2 separate regions of the Canis lupus genome follow, and region 2 is linked to region 1. The links are chromatin contacts, called in public Hi-C maps. All regions are on one chromosome and are shown on one strand. The core of a region is the stretch at or near the end of the contact, and the rest is flanking DNA. Distances in the headings are between cores, read along the strand shown.

Region 1 (5,515 bases), core at 303-2,802:
GAGATCTCAAGTTTCTAAAATTGAAGTAATTTCTTATAATTTAACCAACTTCTTTCCCAATCTCCTGTCTTGGCTCAAAAATGCTCTACATTTGCCTGATTGTGCCCAGCACTTTCCCCCACACCATCCTCCCCTCTTCATCTTCCTCTACCTTTCAGAGAAGCCACCTCCCCTCCATCCCAACACTCTAGCCCTGAGATCCCTCCTTCCCCTGCATTCAAAGCATTTATCTTTTTTTTTTTAAATCAAAGCTCTATGTATATATTTATGTATGTACACACACACAGAGTTCTGAAGTTCCCTATGAAACTCTGGTCAAACAACTGTGGTAGTACTCACCATCACCACTACTTTTTTGCTCCATCCCTTCTGGAGTTCTCTCTCTGTTCCCTGGTGCCACTCCCGAACAGTTGCTCTCTAGGTCTACTGTACATGGTGGTCTTGGGCTCCACTGTGACTCTTCTCTTTTTTCTTTTTGGAAATTTTTGGCTATCCTCTGCATCACCTCTATATCACCAGTTCTTTTTTTTTTTTAATTTTATTTTTTCATGAGAGACAGAGAGAGAGAGAGAGAGAGAGAGAGAGAGGCAGAGACACTGGCAGAGGGAGAAGCAGGCTCCATGCAGGGAGCCCGATGTGGGACTTGATCCTGGGACTCCAGGATTAGGCCCTGGGCTGAAGGCGGCACTAAACCAGAGCCAGCTGGGCTGCCCTGTATCACCAGTTCTGAAGTTGCATGATGATATATCTTGTGAGACAATTTAATTGGGCTGGGGACAGTCTTTTAGTTTGAAGATATCCTTTCACTTATAGGAATTTTTCTTGGGTGATCTTTTTTTTTTTTTTTTTTTTTTAATTAAAGCTTTGCCCTGTGTTCTTGCTTTTTCTGGAGAGTAGTCCTCCAACATCCAGTTTATCTAATTTTTTAATCTTTTCTCTATTGGTTTTACCTTTTTGTTCCGCTTTATATCAGAATTCTTCAGGATGATCTTTGAATATTTTGATTTTTATTCCTACAATCAAAATTTTAATAGCCAAGGGTCTTTCTAGTTCTAAGAGCTGGTTGTTTGTTTGTTTGTTTGTTTTTTAATGATATCATTCTTTAAAGATATAATGTCCTGATCCTGGGGCGCCCAAGTGCCTCAGGTAGTTAAGAGTCAGACTTTGGCTCAGGTCCTGATCTCAGGGTCTCGGGGTTGAGCCCTGAGTGGAGGCCCCAGTCTGCTTCTCCCTCCCCTACCCCGACCCCGCTTGTCTGTGCTCTCTCTCTCTTCCCAATAAATATCTAAAATCTTATAAAACCAAAGCTACAATGTACTTTCACTTCCCTGAAGAAACTGTTCCTTTAAGGTCTCCACCCCACCCCCTTTGATTTGCTCTTTCCTCTGATTACTTCTCAAAGTTCCTTCCCCAGTTAGTTTTGCTTTTCCTTATGCTTGAGGCTTCCCTCCAGTGTCTGAATCTGTGGATGCCAGTTCAAGCCAGTGACTCAAGAGGTGGATGGGTTTCTCCCCAGGGACATTCAGCAAGGTCTGGCGACAGTTCCGATGAGGGCTGGGGAAAGGAGGAGTGCTACTGGCATCTAGTGGTGGAGGCCCAGGTTGCTGCTCAACAAGGGGACAGCCTCCCCACACAACTTCCCTGACCCCAAATGTCAATAGCACTGAGGCTGAGAAACCCTAGTTCCTATCAAGGAAGGAGGCATTAAAAGGCAGACTGGAAGCCCTGTGTCCTGGGTGGGGCTTGTTAAGGGGAGGATACAAGTGGTCCATTTGGCCATCTCACTGGGGGAAATCCCAAGTGTCAGAATCTATAGTTCTATTCTCTTGACCAAACCAGTTTCCCTGAAGCTAATCTTCAGTCTCCTGCCTGGGTGAAATAAATGTAGCATTCTGGGAACTGACTGGATAGGAGACCTGAGTGATACATATTGGGGGCACCAGGAGTAAGTATACACTCCCCTTAAGCTCACTGTTCACAAGGCACTGTCTTACCCCATCTACAATTTGGTTTGGTGTTCCACCTTTTTATTTAGTTCAACCTCTCCAGTAGTAAGTGATGGCTTTTCTGCCAGGATAGGGTAGACGGCCTGGGAGCCTAACTAGTCCGTAGGCAGGCTTCAACCAATTTGTACTCTAGGCTCCAGAGGTAGCACTGCCCAGTGACACTTTTATTAATTCTTAAGACTTCCAGTATTTGTGCTTATGCCTCTCCAACTGCACCCCAAATTTTTTTAAAAAAGATTTTTATTTATTCATGAGGGACACAGGGGGAGAGGCAGAGACACAGGCAGAGGGAGAAGCAGGCTCCTTGTGGGGAACCCAATGTGGTACTCGATCCCAGAACCCCGGGATCACACCCTGGGCCAAAGGCAGACAGACGCTCAACTGCTGAGCCACAGGTATCAATTTCTTGAGGCAAAAGGGCACTTCCTTTCCTTATCTGTGTTCCTCATAAAACTTGGTCCAAATTTTGCACACAGAAATTAATCAAATATTCACTTTTGATTTTCAAGAAGGATTTCACTTTGGGGACAGCACAGCTTCCAGGAGTTGCTCTACCTATCTCATACAAGAAGAGCTCATAAAACAGATGCCAGTACTGCAACCTCAGCAAGGTGCATGGTGGATCAAATCCTCAGATAAAAATACTCTCCAACGTGGAAAGATTGCTCTAAAAGCCTTTTCAACTCAGGAGAGGAAAATCATCCTTAGCAAGGATATATGATGTTTCTAAAAAAGAAACGAGCCAGCCTCTCCTCATTTTCCCCATGCGGGATTAGGCTGTAACACACCCTGGCAATCTCCGCCCTAGCGGCTCACTCCGGGAGAGGGAATAGGGAGCTACGGCGCAGTGCGCTGCCACCGGGTGGACGCAGGGGGCAATGACAGCGACAGGGGCTGAGGATGCTGACACTAACCATGCCTGGCCAATGGAAAGCAAACATAGTATTGAATAAAGAAAGGTAAAAAAACAAACAAACAAACAAAAAACAAAAAAAAGGGAAATCATTAGAATTCTGACTACTATTGCATTATAAATTTGGGAAAACTGAAAATCTTTTCTTTTTAAAAAAGATTTTATTTTTAAGTAATCTCTACACCCGGCATGAGGCTCAAAACCCACATATATAAAAAAACAAAAAACAAAAAACAAAAAAAACCCCCACATATATGGGTCCTATTTAATGTCTATGGATACGAATAGAGGGCACAGGAAGTTTTATTTAGTGACCAGAACAATTGTTTGGGATATCTATTATATGTCTCTACCCCACATGATATTTATACTCTTTAATATGTTTACTATATTTACTTTATTTATTTATTCATGAGACACACAGAAAGAGAGAGAGAGAGGGAGAGACAGGTAGAGGGAGAAGCAGGACCCATGCAGGGAGCCCGATGTGGGACTCGATTCCGGGTCTCCAGGATCAGGCCCTAGGCTGAAGGCGGTGCTAAACCACTGAGCCACCTGGGCTGCCCAAGCCACCCGGACTACCCTACATTTACTTTAAAACAAGAATTCAATTAACAATCTAGCCAAATGCTAAGTGGGAAAGGGTTGATATGCCTTTTAATTTCACCAAGCTACTTAATTTGGACTTTTTTGGTTTTTTGTTTATTTAGTTATTCATGAGAGACACAGAGAGAGGTAAAGACAGAGGCAGAGGGAGAAGCAGGCTCCACGCAGTGAGCCTGATGCAGGACTCAATCCCAGGACCCTGGGATCCCGACCTGAGACAAAGGAAGACGCTCAACCACTGAGCCACCCAGGTGCCCCACTTTTTTTGCTTTTTAACTTCTTTTCTAATCAAGATAAAACACACATAAGAGTATTTGTGTGCACAAAATGTTTACTGCAGTATTCAATGAAAAACTGAAAACCACAGCAGGGAAATGGTACATCGACACTGTAAACTACTATGCAATCATTAAAAAGTGCAAGGTAGATCTATATGTACCAACATGGAAAGCTATCAAGCTATAGAGTTACATGCAAAAATGCTGAAAATGATATAGGGTTTGATTTATAAACCAGCAATCCCCTGCCCCCATCCTGTGGTTTATGTGTTTATATATACACATATATACGTATGTAATTTATATTTTTTATAGTACATGGACAACAGAAGGCAAAAAGTAATACTGGCAGGTATGACTCAAGCTCGCACAATGTTTATTTATAGAGAGTGGGACTGGAATAGGAACAGGGAACTCCCACTTTTTCTTTTATATAAAGTAAGTGAAGAAGTTCTTCACTGTCTGCAGTTTTTAAATAAATTTAAAAAATAGGCAATAAGATTTTGAAAGAAAAGAGTAAAGAGGCGGAAAAATAATCACAATCCTGCCACAGTTGATTGGGGGACATATTTAATAAAGATTTGCTGAAATATACATATATACATATATATAAGCATAGTGTCTTGTACGGAATTGGTACTCATTTAATATTTTTTGAATAAATGGACAAATAGCTTTCTTGGTAAAACAGTATAAGTTACTTATACAGTAGTGGGAAATCTAGTGAAATGACCCTAAAGTTAAGTTGGCTCTAATTTTTAACCCTTCAAATCAGTTTTCAGCAACTTTGGTTCCTTTATGCAAGAAAAAAGCCTACCCTGTAATTTTTACAAGTAAATTTGAAAATGCTTTATTCAAGTGTCACTGAGCTTTTTCCTTTAGTGATATGATCTAAAAGGGCTAACAGAAGTTGCACAGGAGTAACGGCTGTCAAGGGAGGCAGTTAACAGATAAGGCTCAGACAGGGAAGGGAACAGAAGGATGAACCAAAATCCCCAGTGAAATGCCCTGAGCCTCTTCCCTTCCACGTCTCACCCACGTGTGTGTCCCTGACAAAACACAGGTCCATGCAGAGACTGCTGTGCTCCAGGAAGAAAGCTCTGGTTCGATTTTTCACTTACCTTCATATGACACAGCTCTGGTAATTGGTTCTATTTGGAGAAGTTACTCTCCAATCTTTCTGAAAGATAGTACTTTAGCTACTTTTTACTTTAGAACTAATCCCAGTGGAAATTACATTTTCTTTGGGAGGCTTTTCAAGTTTTTTTTTCATGTAAGTAATTTCACAGCTAAACATTTGTTTTCTTGTTTTTGTTTTGCTAGTTTGTGCGTGTTTTTGCTTAGCTTTCAGTCCTCATCTTTCTACTTTCAGTTGCTTTATTCCAGCAGGGTTGAGATGCATTTCCCAAGGAAAGCCTGTTTCTCTTTAACTGCAAAACCATGCAGAGAAACAGGCTAATAGAGCTAAAAAGTACAAATAATTATCTCTCTTTACTTCAATGTAACCAATAGGATAAATTACACACCTTACTTTTTAAATACCATTTTAAAGATTATACTGAATCAAAGGAATCGGGGAAAATTTGAATGAAGTTCCTGTAACAAAAATAGTTCATCTCTACCATTTAATTAGCAAAATTATATTAAGATGTAGCTTAAAATCTACTGTATATTTATACCTAGCATAAATAGACAAATAAAAGCATTTAAAT
Region 2 (5,604 bases), core at 427-2,926, 130 kb before region 1:
ACTGAAGAGCATGGGCTCAGCAAGCTGAATGCTCGAGTTGGAGTCCCAGCTGCACTGTGCCTCAGTTTCCTCACCTGTAAACCAGGAATCATTAACAGCACTTCCACCAGAGAGTTGCTGGAAAGAATCAATGACTTAGTTCATGTAAACCATGAAGAAATCAATAAATGTCAACCCTTATCCTTCTATCTGTGCTTTGCTGGTCATTCTCGTCTGGGTATCAAAAAGATTTCCTCCGTTAAATTCAATATATTATACAGAACAATTACTTGATATTATTAGATAGCCATTTTGCTAAAAAATCATTAAGATGCTGCCTAGGCTTTCTATTTTAAAAACTACTTATTATCTGGGGCACCTGGGTGGCTCAGCTGGTTAAGCATCTGCCTTCAGCTCAGGTCATGATCCTGGGGTGCTGGGATCGAGCCCCACACTGGGCTCCCTGCTCAGTGGGGAGACTGCTTCTCCCTCTCCTCGTCCCCTCATGCTCTCTTCTCAAATGGATAAATTTAATCTTAAAAAAAAAAAAAAAAAAACCCTCCTCCTTGTCAAATAATCTGTAAAAGAGATGCCCCTACTTCACTCTGTTGCCAACTGTCACCTGAGTGGTGGGGTGGTAGAGAGAGTAGGAGTTACAAATGTCAGTGACTCGTGACTTGATAATAATGAACTAAAGCAAGTGACCTGGATTTTGACAAGGCCGCTCTGATATAGTTTTGTTGTTTTCTTTTTAGCATCAAGAGGGAAGCCACCTTCCCTTTCATAACTTTGGTGGGAAGTATAAATGGATTTTTTTAGGGGGCCATTTGGTACTACCTAGAACACTTGTAAATGTTAAGCTCAAAAGTTGTGCACTTTTCTACGTGAGTGAACAACAAGGATCCATACCACAGACTCTAATTCAGGTCTAAAATGGTCGAATGATATTTGAAGTCGCCCAAGTGGTTGGGTAGGGGTCAGGGATACAGGATACTGGCACTCCTCTACTATCCTGCGGCCCGGGAGCTGCGGTGCTGCTAGGGGACGATTAGCCAGCAGCCTTAGACTGTGGCTTCAAATAAAGTCCTTTCAATTCGTGGAGAAAAGTGCATCCTAAAGCCACTTCTACCACCATCACCGTATCAGACTGATGCACCATGAATATGCTGCAGAGTTCGAGAAAACATTGATTCAAAGCAGCCCATGGGGAATCTGCAGTCCCAAAGGGCGTTGCCGGTATGGTTCAAAAGTTCATAGGATAGTTGGCAGGGATGTCTCAGACGAAAAACACTTTAACTCCTCCACTGGCCCCTATAAAAAGAGCCTCCTACGACACGCGTGTTTTAGAAGGTGCGGTAAGACGGAACGCTGGAAGGGGTGTCAACAGTGGAGCAGTCACTGAAAAGAGGAAAAAAAGAAAAATATTAAAAAAAAAAAATCAAGCCCAGAGAGGAAGAAAATTCAAAATGAAAGCCTGGCTGGCAAAGCTCACGCCTGTGCGTGTGTGTGGCCGAGATCAGGTGGGGCTGAGGGATTCAGACAACATACAGGTCCCTCAAGAAGGGGAAGGAAAAAGTAGAGACAAATGCCCTCCAGTCCTCAGAGCAGAGAATGGGCCCATTCAGGGGCGGGGGGCGGCCGTCTGTGAACCCTAGAGAAAGGCCCCGGAGCTCCAGCTTCGCCGCTGAGGGCCAAGGACGCTGACCAGCTCACAATGCGACGGTTAACCTAAGTGCAGTTTCTATCCTCGACTGGAGCTATGATTGCTCTGGCTATTTTTGCATTCCAAGTCGAATCACATGTTTGAATTAGGAGAGACGGACTACACATGGTATTGATTATTTTCTCTCCTATTTCCTCCCATGTGAAACAAAAGGAGGGACAGAAAACTGTTCTAAGGGAGCACATGAGCTCGCTCGCTCTCTCCCTCCCTCTCTCCCCCTCCCCGTGTGCAGAGCCTCGTGCACTACTAATAAGCAGGCTGAGGGGCTTGGGACAATGAGGACAGGCCTGGGTCCAAACATTCGGGCAGGGGACAGAAACAACCATGAAATCCCAGGCTGCTCTGTCGAGCCGCCCCACAACTAGGATCCCCTGGAGACTTGTGAGGGAGGACCAGAAAATGGCCAGGGATGCTTAGGTTACGTCCCGCCCAGAAGAGTCCCTGCAAGCCCCAGGGCCTCCTCTTTTTTCTGCACTCCTGCCTCCACGTCCCTGGCCTGCCCGCTGCGGACTGGGGTGGCGCTCACCCCGAGGCTTCCCATCGGAAGGAAGAGGGTGAAGAAGTTCCCTCCCTGCCTCACGGAGGAAAACTAGGCCTACGCCATCTGAGCTCCTGCTCTCACTTCACAGGTCTAGGTGGAGCCTGCACAGGACCATTCAAAACTGAAGTCCTCCAGCTCGGCCAAGATCTACTCCCAGAGGCAGGTGGGCCCGCTGCCTCAGTCGGGAGCTGTGGCCCTCAGCCTCAGCGCTGGGAGTTCCAGCCCCACGCTGGGTGTACAGATGACTTAAAAAAAATAAAATCTTGGGCGGCCCAGGTTCAGTGGTTTAGCGCCGCCTTCAGCCCAGGGCCTGATCCTGGACACCTGGGATCGAGTCCCACGTCGGGCTCCCTGCATGGAGCCTGCTTCTCCCTCTGCCTGTGTCTCATTAATAAATAAAAATCTTAAAAAAATAAAATAAAATAAAATCTTAAAAAAAAAAAAAGAAAGAAAAGAAACACGAAGAGGTAGATATGTTTGTCAGTCCCCTGTGGAGAAACAGGAGGCTGATCTGAAACCAAGCAATGAAAGAGCTTTCTGATCTCCACAAAAATCAATCTCTAAGGAAGAAAAAGCCAAATAGTAACATGGGCAGAAAGCGAAGCCCCTAGCTCCACACAGAAGTCCCTGGCTCTGAGGGCAATGTGGACAGAATGAGATCAGGGTTAGAGGCCCCGGGATTTCACCGAGGAGGCGCAGGCCACCAGGGGCAGGAGTCTTGAATAAGGACTCCAGGGGCAGGTCCTATTCCTGACACAGCAGCGAAATCCAGAGAGACCGCTTGGCATCTTGGTCCCCTATCTGCCAGAAGTCTCATTCAGATACAGATTCCCCAATGAGTGTCCAAGTCCTGGAGATAATCTCAATATCTAGAAGGTAAGAGAAACTCCAAACACAGGACTGAGCCTAACCGGCGGAGAACCAGCCAGGGAACCAGCCAGCAAAGTGAAAAAAATGGCTAACATTTACATAATGGGCACTTTGGGTTCTAGGCATGATTCTACACACTTGACGTGGATTGTCTACCTTACTTATTTTTCCCAACAGCCCTATAAAGGTAGGTATTTCCACATCCTTATTTTACAGATGAGACACAGGTACTTGCCCAAAGTCACTGAGTAAGAGGCAGAACCAAGATTCCAACCCAGACAGTCCCCACAGTCCACGTTCGTAGCCACTAGGTTCTACTTTCTCTACTTTAAGGAGACGATTAATAGGTATCTAAGTCCACAAGGATTCCCATGGTCATCTGTTTTCATAAAATTTGCAAGGTATTCTTGTATTTTGTAGAATGATTGACATCTCCTCTTCCTTCCCAAACTGCCTATGCGTCAGGACCCCCAAACAACCAGGATCTACTCTGGGCTCAAGGAATCCTCAACAAAAACATGAGCACAGGTACATACGAGTATCAGCTAAGAGCTCTCTGTGGCTAGGAATTTAGAGTTAAGAAGAACCAATGCATGTGGAATATATGCAGTAGGAGTCTGATGCCTAGAATAAAGTGAAACTTGCCAAAAAAACTCTAATGACAGGGGCCCCCTCCCATCTCCTAGTCATACTGAGAAGGTGAGCAAAGCATCTTCTCATTCTCCTGCGTATAACGGTAACTGGCTGAAAAACCAAAACCATCCAATGGTGCTTCATTTTTTTAAATGTCACAGATAATAAGCATCATGGTTCACAATACACTTTTAAGTGAAAACACTCACTAACCCCCACAATCCCAACCTGGAAGGGAAATGGTACGGGGAGAAAGGATGCGCCTCTGGTGAATGACCGTAGCAGCACAGTCTTCCTCATCAAGCTTATTTTTTTAAGCAAGCTCTACACCCAAGGGGGCTCCAGCGCACGACCCCGAGAGTCACATGCTCTACCGACTAAGCCAGCCAGGAGCACCATCAGGCTTATCCTTGAAATCTAAAAGAGTGGACAGAGGCAGACAAACAGTACAATTTCCACAAAGGAAAGAGTGTAAAAAAGCTGAGGGTTAGGGCACCTGGGTGGCGCAGTCAGTGGGCATCTGACTTTGGTTTCGGCTCAGGTCATGATCTCAGAGTTGTGAGACCCAGCCATGGGATGGCTCTGCACTCAGCAGGGAGTCTACTTGAAATTCCGCCCCCCTCTCTGTCCCTCTGCCAAATGCTCTCTCTCTATCCCAAAAATAAATAAGTAAATCTTCAAAAAAAAAAAAAAAAAAAAGCTGTAGGTCACCGGATAGTGAGCTTGATAATGATCTTCACTAAAATTCCAGAGTAAAGAAGTCCCAGCATTTTAAAGAGGAAAGCATAGTACCCCTTTATCAAGGTAACACATGTATTTTAACTGTTTTGGTCAAGACAGAGGGGGGGAAAAAAGTCAGGTAAAGCACAAGGGCACGTCTGACCCAGGTCTGCTCAATTACCACTCCGTAGGTAGTCTTTGGGAGATTCAGGCATCCCACAGAGTCTTACAGAGGGGACTTCTATTGTTCCTCCCTAATTTGGGAGTCTAAGAAAGAGCTTTAGCAACAACAAAGGAATTATCTAGGTAATAATTTCTCCAACGTAATACTGGAGCTGAAGAGCTGAAGAAAAACAAGCTGTAAAAATCAACACATCCTTCCAAAATATCACACTGCACTACAGAATTCTTTTACAAAAAATACTCCAAGGGAGTTAATTTCCAATTTTTAAAGATAATAAAATCTACTCCTGATGGATAAATTCATTAAATCCAGAAATACTGCACACTATGTGCCAAATTATATTCTAAAATATAGATATTGATATAGCTCATCAATGAGTAAGACCAGAACTCTTGTGGCTGGTGGAAAGAGACAATAGACAGAAGTTCTGAACTAAAAACCTTTCCTGGCGGAGCCTGGATGGCCCAGTAAGTACAGCATGGATTCTTGATCCCAGGGTCATGAGTTCAAGCCCCACGCTGGGTGTGGAGCAGAGTGGGGGTGAGGAAGCTAAAGCTAAACTCATCTACATAGTCACCATGATCCTGGTCTCTATTAGCAAAACAAGGCAGACCACCTTAGGATACTCAACCGCGGGAGTCCACAATCGCCCTGGGGTTAAACTTGGATTAGGAACTTGGAGCAACTACTCGTCCAAAGGCAGACAGGCAGACAGGACTCATGGGACATCTGGTCCTATTGAATTATTACTATACGGTTGTTTCACTTACTCTTCAGTGATTTACAGTTTTAGTAAGAAGTCTCCCAACATGGTTTTTAGCTGTTGAGAGCTACCATTTTGTAACCAAGAAGATTCTGTGAGAAGCTACTTTGCTCAAATGATGATGTATTTCATCTGAGTAGGAAACTGTGAGAACATTCGAATACCATTCTTCCTAATAGTTCAGATAAACT

What was found. Hi-C and Micro-C count contacts between places; a contact is called where the count stands out from the background.
Region 2: a Hi-C map of liver shows a contact between it and region 1, with 2.6 times the contacts expected there. The contact joins two enhancer-like sites. A contact is called at or near these places in 4 of 9 Hi-C or Micro-C datasets (amygdala, blood, liver and 1 more).

What each region holds. Positions count from the first base shown.
Region 1 is chr6:54,738,233-54,743,747 of UU_Cfam_GSD_1.0, reverse strand. All of the region lies in intron 3 of ALG14 (UDP-N-acetylglucosamine transferase subunit ALG14 homolog), which reads right to left. Among named protein-coding and RNA genes, the nearest start is that of ALG14, 20 kb to the right of the region's middle. Within about 2 kb of position 1,552, at least 6 of the 20 cell types and tissues checked have an H3K27ac peak or open chromatin away from gene starts, as enhancers often do.
Region 2 is chr6:54,865,978-54,871,581 of UU_Cfam_GSD_1.0, reverse strand. All of the region lies in intron 1 of CNN3 (calponin-3), which reads right to left. SLC44A3 (choline transporter-like protein 3) reads left to right here. Exons shown (of 16, transcript XR_005361189.1): 16 at 1-107. Among named protein-coding and RNA genes, the nearest start is that of CNN3, 6.1 kb to the right of the region's middle. Within about 2 kb of position 1,676, at least 7 of the 20 cell types and tissues checked have an H3K27ac peak or open chromatin away from gene starts, as enhancers often do.